3 separate regions of the Mus musculus genome follow, and all the other regions are linked to region 1. A link is a contact called in public promoter capture Hi-C data. All regions are on one chromosome and are shown on one strand. Each heading gives the region's core, a stretch centred on a gene start, on an enhancer-like site or on the middle of the called end of the contact. The rest is flanking DNA. Distances are from core to core; before and after follow the strand shown.

Region 1 (2,700 bases), core at 144-2,643:
AAAACATTTACTGCACAATCCTGATGACCTCCGCTTGATCCCTGGAACCCAAGTAAATTGGGAGGAGAGAACAGACTTTGCAGAGTCTTCTGACCTCCACACTTATGCTTTGGCATACATACTGTTCCCAGCACACACACACACACACACACACACACACACACACACACAGACACACACAGACACACACACAGACACACACAGACACACACAGACACACACAGACACACACACACACAGACACACACAGACACACACAGACACACACACAGACACACACAGACACACACACACACACACACAGACACACACAGACACACACACAGACACACACAGACACACACAGACACACATACACACACACACACACCACATACAGAGACACTAATAAAATAAAAGCACAGACACACAATCCCTAAAAATTTTTTTTAATTAAAAATATTTTAATTAAAAAATAGCATACAAAGTAATGGGTGCCATTGTGACCCTGTGTAATTGTGACATTGTTTATATAATTAATTACGATACTATATGTGTGTAATTGTGACACTGTGTTGTAATTGTGACACTGTGAATGAGTGTAATTGCGACATTGTGTGTATGTTACTGTGACATTGAGTGTGTAATTATGACACTGTATGTAATTGTCATGCTGTATATGCAATTGTGACATTGCGTGTATGTGATTGTGATATTGAGTGTGTGTGTAACTGTGACATTGTGTGTGTGTGTAATTGTACTTGGTTCTTATCCACCCCTTGTCACCTATGCCTTGTCTTTGTCCTCTTCTCCAAGAGTCTGGCTGCTTTCATGTCACAGATTTTTCTATCACCCTCTTTTGTCCCCTCCCCCATCTTGCATTCCCCTTTATGCTTTCAAGCTACACACACACACACACACACACACACACACACAAATTTAAGTTGAGAGTCCACATATGCATGAGCATGTGATATTTGACTTTCTGAGTCTGAATTATTTCACTTAACATAGCAATATTTCATTCAGTCCATTCCTTGTGCAAAATGCTATAATTTTGTTCTTTATTGCTCAACAGACTTCCATTGTGTGTATATCACTTTTAAAAATTGCCTCACCTGGGCTGGAGAGATGGCTCAGTGGTTAAGAGCACTGACTGCTCTTGTGAAGGTCCTGAGTTCAAATCCCAGCAACCACATGGTGACTCACAGCCATCCATAATGGAATCTGATGTCCTCTTCTGGTGTGTCTGAAGTCAGTTACAGTGTACTTAGATATACTAAATAAATCTTTAAAAAAAAAATTGTCTCACCTGTTGAACCTCCAAGCTGACTGCATATCTTGGCTATTGTCGGTATGGCATCAGTAAGCATGAACCGACAAGTGTCTCTGGGGTAAGTGTGTGGATTTAGATTCCTTTGGCTGTAAACTCAGAAGTGGTATAGCTGGGTAGTGGTATAACTGGTAGTTCTATTTTTAGATTTTTTTTTTTTGAGGAAACACCACATTGGTCTCCACAGAGGCTGCACCAGTTTACATCCCCACTAGCTCTGTCTAAAGGTTCCTCCTTCCCCAAGCCCTTACTAACATGGGCACATGCCTATAACAGCAGCACTTGGAAGGTACAGGCTAGAAGACTGCTCAATGTTATGCTCGGCTGTTCGGCAAACTTGAGGCCAGCCTGGGCTATAAGAAGCTGTTTAGCTGGACGGTGGTGGCACACGCCTTTAATCCCAGCACTTGAGAGACAGATGCAGGAGGATCACTGAGTTTGAGGCCAGCCCTGTCTACAGAGTGAGTTTCAGGACAGTCAGGGCTACAAAGGCTACAAGGGCTGAGAAATTCTGTCTCTAACAAAACAAAAACATTTTAGAAAACTGTCCTAAAGCAAAATAAAATAAGAAATTATGTCTGACAAAGTATGATGATACATATTTATGAAAATGCCATTATGAAACATATCATATTGTCTACTAAAGTAAAAAATAATTTAAAAATATACTCACTAAGGTTAGATTCTTTTTCTTGCCACATCCCTAAGAATACAGTGTATTAGGCATAGTACAGAAGTATAAAATAGAACAGTATAGGGTAGTTTTAGAACAGAATAGTATAGAAGTATTAGAATGTTTTAGAAATGATTTAAAGTCCACAGGAGGGGCTGGTGAGTCCGTTCAGTGGGTAGAGGTGTTTGCTGCCAAGCCTGATAATCCAGTTCAAGCCCCGGAATTCAAAGAGTAGGCTATAACTGACTCTTGCAAGTTGTCTTCTGACCTACAAACACATGTCTGTGCACACATAATAAATGCAATTTAAACATCTAAAAACATGTGGGCGCCAGTTCTTTCCTTCTACCATACTGGCCACCACAGCACCATTTTCTAAGAGGAACTTGACCTTCCGAGGATGCTGATGCCTTGAAGTGAATCATCTGAAGAGGTAGAGGGATGATTGAACAGCCAACAATCATTTGTTTCCATGCACTGAATAAGCACGAATTTCTGTCACCCGGGAATGGAACCTGGCAGGCAGCAGAGAACTGGGCAGAGCACAGAGTTTATGTGTGGTTTCTTAGTGGGCAAAGCTTTCCAGGGTGGTCTGGAATCCGAGGGATTATGTAGCCTGATCTTTGGGGCAAGCTCAGGGATTGGTGGGATGTTTTTCTTGTTAGGGCAGGGCCTGCCCTCTCTCCGGCTTTGGTACTGGGAATGATTGCAGTTT
Region 2 (2,700 bases), core at 94-2,593, 1.0 Mb before region 1:
AGGATAAGATCTTCTCTGACTCTTGTTACTCGAATCATTCCACAAGTTTTGAAGACCAGCATTTGCCTCTCAAAGCGCTGAGTTCCACAGTTTCTGCTCTAAGAGACGTTCAGGCTTGCTTGTAAACAGATTACAACAGAGGCAAAAACCAGAAGTGAGTGTAGAGATAAATCAGAGGAAGAATAAGCCCTTGGATAATCGAGAAAACTCTGGGGTACATTTCTGAATTCCTCAAAGGGCCTCAAAAAATTACCTGTTGAATGAATTTCTGAAGAAAGTCAATCCTGCTCACGAAAGCAGGGTTCTATCTCCAAGTCAGATCATCAGCCGCTTTGGAATTGGCCTTCCAACTGGGATATGCAGACCCCATCACACTCCGAGCCACCCCAGAACATCACTTTGGAGGGCCATACCTGTACTGCCAGCCTTTCGCACTGCCACCGCGGCTGCTGTTGCTGCTGCTACTGCTGATGGCACCCCCACAGCTGCTGTTGCCGCTGTTCTTGTTCGGGGTCACTGCTGTGGCCAAGCCCTCCAGCTTCCCTTCACTCTCGGAGACTTTCATCACCGATGCCGGCTCACCTCCCTGCATCTTAACTCCAAAGTTCATCTGCCCTTCTCGGGCGAGGGACACCAAGTGCAGAGTTATTTTGTAAGTACTTTTCCCCCTTTCTCTCTCTCGTTTTTTTACTCTCAACGGGATCTCAGACCTCGGCTAGAGTGGAAATCGACAGTGGTCCAGAAAAAGAGGACACGCATTTCCACTTTGGTTAAAAGTTTTAAAGAGCACGGGTACCCTTCAGATAGATGCCTCTCCCGAGCAAGAACAAGGAGGACAAATCACCCCGCCAGAGGGCTCGGTGCCACACTCCGAGGAGCAGCCGGGCGGCGCGGGCGAGGTCGCGGATCCTCTGCCTGGGAACGCGGGGCAAGGACGGGGTCCACGGCCCGGGAGCCCCGGAGCCCACGGCCTGACCTCAGGACTCGGGGGTCGGGCCAGCCGCGCCGCTTCTTCTCCTCAGCCGGGTCCTCGGGAGAAAGGGCCCTGTCCAGCCAGCTCCGCGGTTCCCACCGCAGCCCCGAACTGAGCCGGAGCGGTCGCGCGAAGCCCGCGGAGGGTCGGGCAGACGCCGCCGGGCAGGACGCGGGCTCCGAGGCCGCTGAGCTTGGGCCGGAGGCGAGGGGTTCACCGTGGCCTCCTCCGAGAGCGCTAGCCCTGGAGCCCCACGGAGTTCACAGGAGCCGACCGCTCCCTGGAGCTTCCTTAGCCCTAAACGTAAAAGCCAGAGCCAGGGCCCGGGCCGCCGCCCCACCCACAGCCGGTCACCCACCCGCCTGCTAGCTCTCCCCGCCTTCCTTTCCGGTGTCGTGTGAGCTCATTTCCGCTAGCATTGAAGCGGCGGCGCCATCTTTGATTGGGGCAGACGATCCCGAAAGGAGGCGGTGACCGGAGCCTCAAGGGAGAGAAGGAGCTGAAAGAAGCAGTGGGGAAAGAGGCAGCAGGCGGGAGGGAGGGAGAAAAAGGGAATGAAACGGTCTTGCTAAACAGGTCCTATACTCTCTTGGGGAGCCCCATTCCTTGCCTTTTAAGGGAACCTAAAAAAATAAGAATTTACAGAACAAAGTGGGGAAAAATAACTGATCAGTCATTTTTGAGCAACAAAAAACCCAACATGATATTGGACTAAGGTAAATCGTCTTAAAGAAAAGGAAATTGTCTTGGAAATTAGAGCTCTTGGTGATGCTGGAGAAACTTGAAGTAGATTGATATAAAAAGGATTTACTAATAAGCTTACTTAAAAAGGACCAATAACACTGGAAGAAAAGTAGTTTATTGCCACGTTTGTTACAAACTGTAAGAAAGAAAACTTTTACCATAATTGAAGTTTGGGGTCTCTGAAGAAGTTTCTCTTACTGTTTATCCCCTCAGCTTGACCTCCAGTTAGGCTCCACTCCCACAGCAAAAGGAGACAACCTGCCATTATACCCATCAAAGAGCATTCCTAAAACAAGACACAGGGGCAATGCAGGACCACAACCATCTGCAAGGCCCAGCCTGCCATTAACTCTTTGTCTAGGCACAGGGAAAGTTTACCTCTACCAGGTGGGCATGATTAACCTGGGTAACAACTACTTGAAAGAACCACACTGGTGTACTTAAGAAATAATCCTTAGCCGGGTGTGGTGACACACGTCTTTAATCCCAGCACTTGGGAGGCAGAGGCAGGCGGATTTCTGAGTTCGAGGCCAGCCTGGTCTACAGAGTGAGTTCCAGGACAGCCAGGGCTACACAGAGAAACCCTGTCTCGGAAAAAAAAAAAAGAAATAATCCTTGTCTTAGGGTTCTCTGGAGTCATAGAACATATGGAGTGTCTCTATATAGTAAGGGAATTTATTGTAATGACTTACAGTCTGTAGTCCAACTAACCCAACAATGGGCAGCTGTGAGTGGGAAGTCAGGCCTGTGAGGCTAGTATAAGCTGGTCTTCTGTGGAAATAGATTCCAACAGACTTGCTAGCAAGTAAGTACAATCAGTTGAAGAAGAGTGAACCTTCTTTCTTCAAGGTCCTGATGTAGGCCTCCAGTAGAAGATGTGGCTTAGATTAAAGGCGTGTGCCACCATACCTGAACCTAAAACTTGCTTTGTCCCAGGCTGACTTTGAACTCAAAGATTTGCTTACCTCAGTCTCCTAGAATTA
Region 3 (2,700 bases), core at 1-2,500, 1.6 Mb before region 1:
CCTACCCTCCTCTTAGGACAGCTCTTCTCCCCCAATCTTAAAAGCAGATCAAAAAAAAAATATTGGTCCAGGGAATAAAGAAAGAAGTTTGCTTATGGATAGTATTAAATATCCATTAATGATATTTTTAGGGTATGAAAGGATATGAATATAAAAGTTGAACACATTTTTAATGTTATTTGATTCTCAAAATACTCAATATTATTAATGTGTTTGATGTATAAAATGCATTTAAATAATAAAAAAATTAAGAAGAAAAAAAAGAAAGAAAGAAAAGAAGCCTGCTGCCAAGGCTGGCCGGCTGTGTTCAATCTCACTCAGGGGGTGGGAGGAGAGAAACCACTTTCTGGGAGTTGTCCGATGTCCTCCACATGTATGGTAATTAAATGTAGTAAGAGGTTTCAAAAGCTCCTATCTTGCCATGTATGTTGGCTCATACCTATAACCCAGCACTCCAAGGCAGTTGGATCAGAAGTTCATCTACTGTATGGAGAGTTCAGTTTAACCTTGGTAGCACGAGATTCCATCCCCCAAACAAAGCAAGTCAAGTGGTCCTTTACATTGAACTCAATTTCTCTTCCCCCTTCCACTGCCTCCAATGCCTTATTCCTTTCTTGCATTTGACGTCTAGATCTGGATTTCTCTCAGAATGGGGTGGGGTGGGGGACAAATTCCTTACCTACTCAAACCCAGATAAACTCTCCCTAGTCCAGAAGAAGAACACCTGTAGGGGCTCTAACCCCCACTGGGATTGCTCTTTTTGGCCAGAGATCCCCAGTTTCAAGTGTTGGTGAAAACAGACATATCCCCGACCCCTCCAGGTCTGACTCTCTGATGATCACAGGAACAGATCTAGATCCAGCTTGCTAACCTCATCCTTGCACGACTGAGTCATCTTTATCCAACTTCAGACAAACCTCTGCCCTGCTGTGTCCCAATGTCAGCCATAGACTTCTTTTGCCTCTGCTGTCTTGGGGGTCACAGATGAAAATGTCAGCATCTCCGAGCTGAGCTAGTCAAGAAATGGCCCCAAGTCAAGACTAGCAGCCACTTTAAAAAGTTGTAGGATCAAGCCTGCTGTTTCTGTTTCAGAGACTACGATACCAATTCAACTTATCAAGTTACAGAAGCAACCACAAAATAACAAAAAAGGAGTTTCTTACCCACGGTCACCAAAAGGAGACTGAGAGAGAGAAGCAGGAAGCCTTTCATGGTAGCTGCTCTTGCTTGATAATCCAAGGAGGAAATGTGTCCTCTCCTTCGCTGCCTGGAGTTTTAACTGTCTTTCAAGTCCGAAGTCCACTCATTAACTGATAGAGGCAAAGGCAATTCGTGGTCAGGATCTGGTCTCTGGTCGTACAGCATGGGCTGCTTCCAACCTCAGAGTCAGGTCACTTGAGCCCAGCTTCAGGTTGATATCCTTGACTCAAAGTCCAGGACAACTGTAGAAGTCTGAGTTCTCTTTAGAAATCCTTGCAAGGTCAAAGGTGAGTGTATTCAGCTAATCTCTCTATATCTTGGGAATGGTAGACCTATCGCCTCCCCAGAGCCTACTACTGTCTCTCTAAACACTCAGTAATCTAGCCGAGAACGATGATTGCCTTACCTCTGACCCCTTCTTATTTTGTGTGTGCACACCACAGTGCTCATGTAGCTGCCAGAGGATGGTGGGAAGGGTTGATTCTTGACCCTTCACCATGTGGGATCATGGGATGGAATTCAGGTCATCAGGCTTAGTGGCAGATGCCTTTAACTCTGAGTCATCTTCTGGGCCCTCCCCTCCCCAACTCCCCACCATTTGACTGCAAAGAATTCTATTTTCTCTACCTGCTGTTCCAAGAATACCTGAAAAGTCCTTTCATGTTTTCTCCAACTATTTATGACTTGACTTGTGTCATCTTTTGCTGTGGACTCCCACACTGGGCTTTTCCTAATGGTCACTTCTAGAAACTTCTAGAGCTAACGTTTCCAAGCTTCCCTCCATCTCACATATCACTTTAACTGGACATAGACCCCAGTTGTCATGCTCCTATTAGAAGCAGGCTTGAAGGTTATTGACGGTAGGCTCCCTTTCCCATAACCACCTTGGCCCACCGTCTGTCGTGGGTCCAATTTTAACAGAGGCCAATTTGAAATTCCACAAGCAAAGAGAAAACTTGGGAAGCAGAAGAGACAGACAGATCTCTGTGAGTTCAAGGCCAGCCTACTCTACAGAGAGAGTTCCAGGCCGGCCAGGGTTGCCTAGTTAAGACTGTCTTTAAAAAACAAAACAAAACAATAAAATCAAACAAACAGCAACAGAACAATCACCATGTGAATGGCATCATAGTCACTTTTTAAAAGCATTCCTTCCTCTCTATTAAAAAAAAGGGAAGGGAAGAAGGGAGGTGGGGGTGACAGCTTTGTTGAGGCCCACAAAGAGAAGGAAGGCTGCTTCCTCCTGGCAAAGCAGGCCCATTGTTACTGGTCGATCATTCTGCGCTCAGCTCTGCCTTCTGTCCACGGCCCTGGGTAGAGACAGGGCTTTCTAGAGAAGAAACAAGGCATACCAGCGCCCCTTCTCCTAAGACTTTCTCCAGAGGGGCTTGTCAGTCACCGAAGCAGGACACTGATCTCAGAAGAGCTGTCTGTCTGAAAACTTAGGGGAATAGAGTGAAGTCCTCCTCAATGGGAGTTGGCACAAAGGGTCCTTTAGTCATT

Evidence for each region. Promoter capture Hi-C pulls out the DNA fragments that hold promoters and counts their contacts.
Region 2: a contact with region 1 is called in a promoter capture Hi-C map of pre-B cells, with 2.5 times the contacts expected there. The contact joins the promoter of Osbpl11 here to the promoter of Bex6 in region 1.
Region 3: a contact with region 1 is called in a promoter capture Hi-C map of pre-B cells, with 2.0 times the contacts expected there. The contact joins the promoter of Muc13 here to the promoter of Bex6 in region 1. A contact is called at or near these places in 3 of 39 promoter capture datasets (the HPC-7 cell line, liver and pre-B cells).

The regions. Positions count from the first base shown.
Region 1 is chr16:32,178,493-32,181,192 of GRCm38.p6, reverse strand. It overlaps Bex6 (brain expressed family member 6), which reads right to left and starts at 1,393. Exons shown (of 3, transcript NM_001033539.2): 1 at 1,292-1,393.
Region 2 is chr16:33,183,714-33,186,413 of GRCm38.p6, reverse strand. It overlaps Osbpl11 (oxysterol binding protein-like 11), which reads right to left and starts at 1,343. Exons shown (of 13, transcript NM_176840.3): 1 at 414-1,343. The coding sequence starts at 610.
Region 3 is chr16:33,793,039-33,795,738 of GRCm38.p6, reverse strand. Muc13 (mucin 13, epithelial transmembrane) reads right to left here and starts at 1,250. Exons shown (of 12, transcript NM_001382834.1): 1 at 1,164-1,250. The coding sequence starts at 1,212. Gm15658 (a long non-coding RNA gene) reads left to right here. Exons shown (of 3, transcript XR_003951910.1): 2 at 1,093-1,487.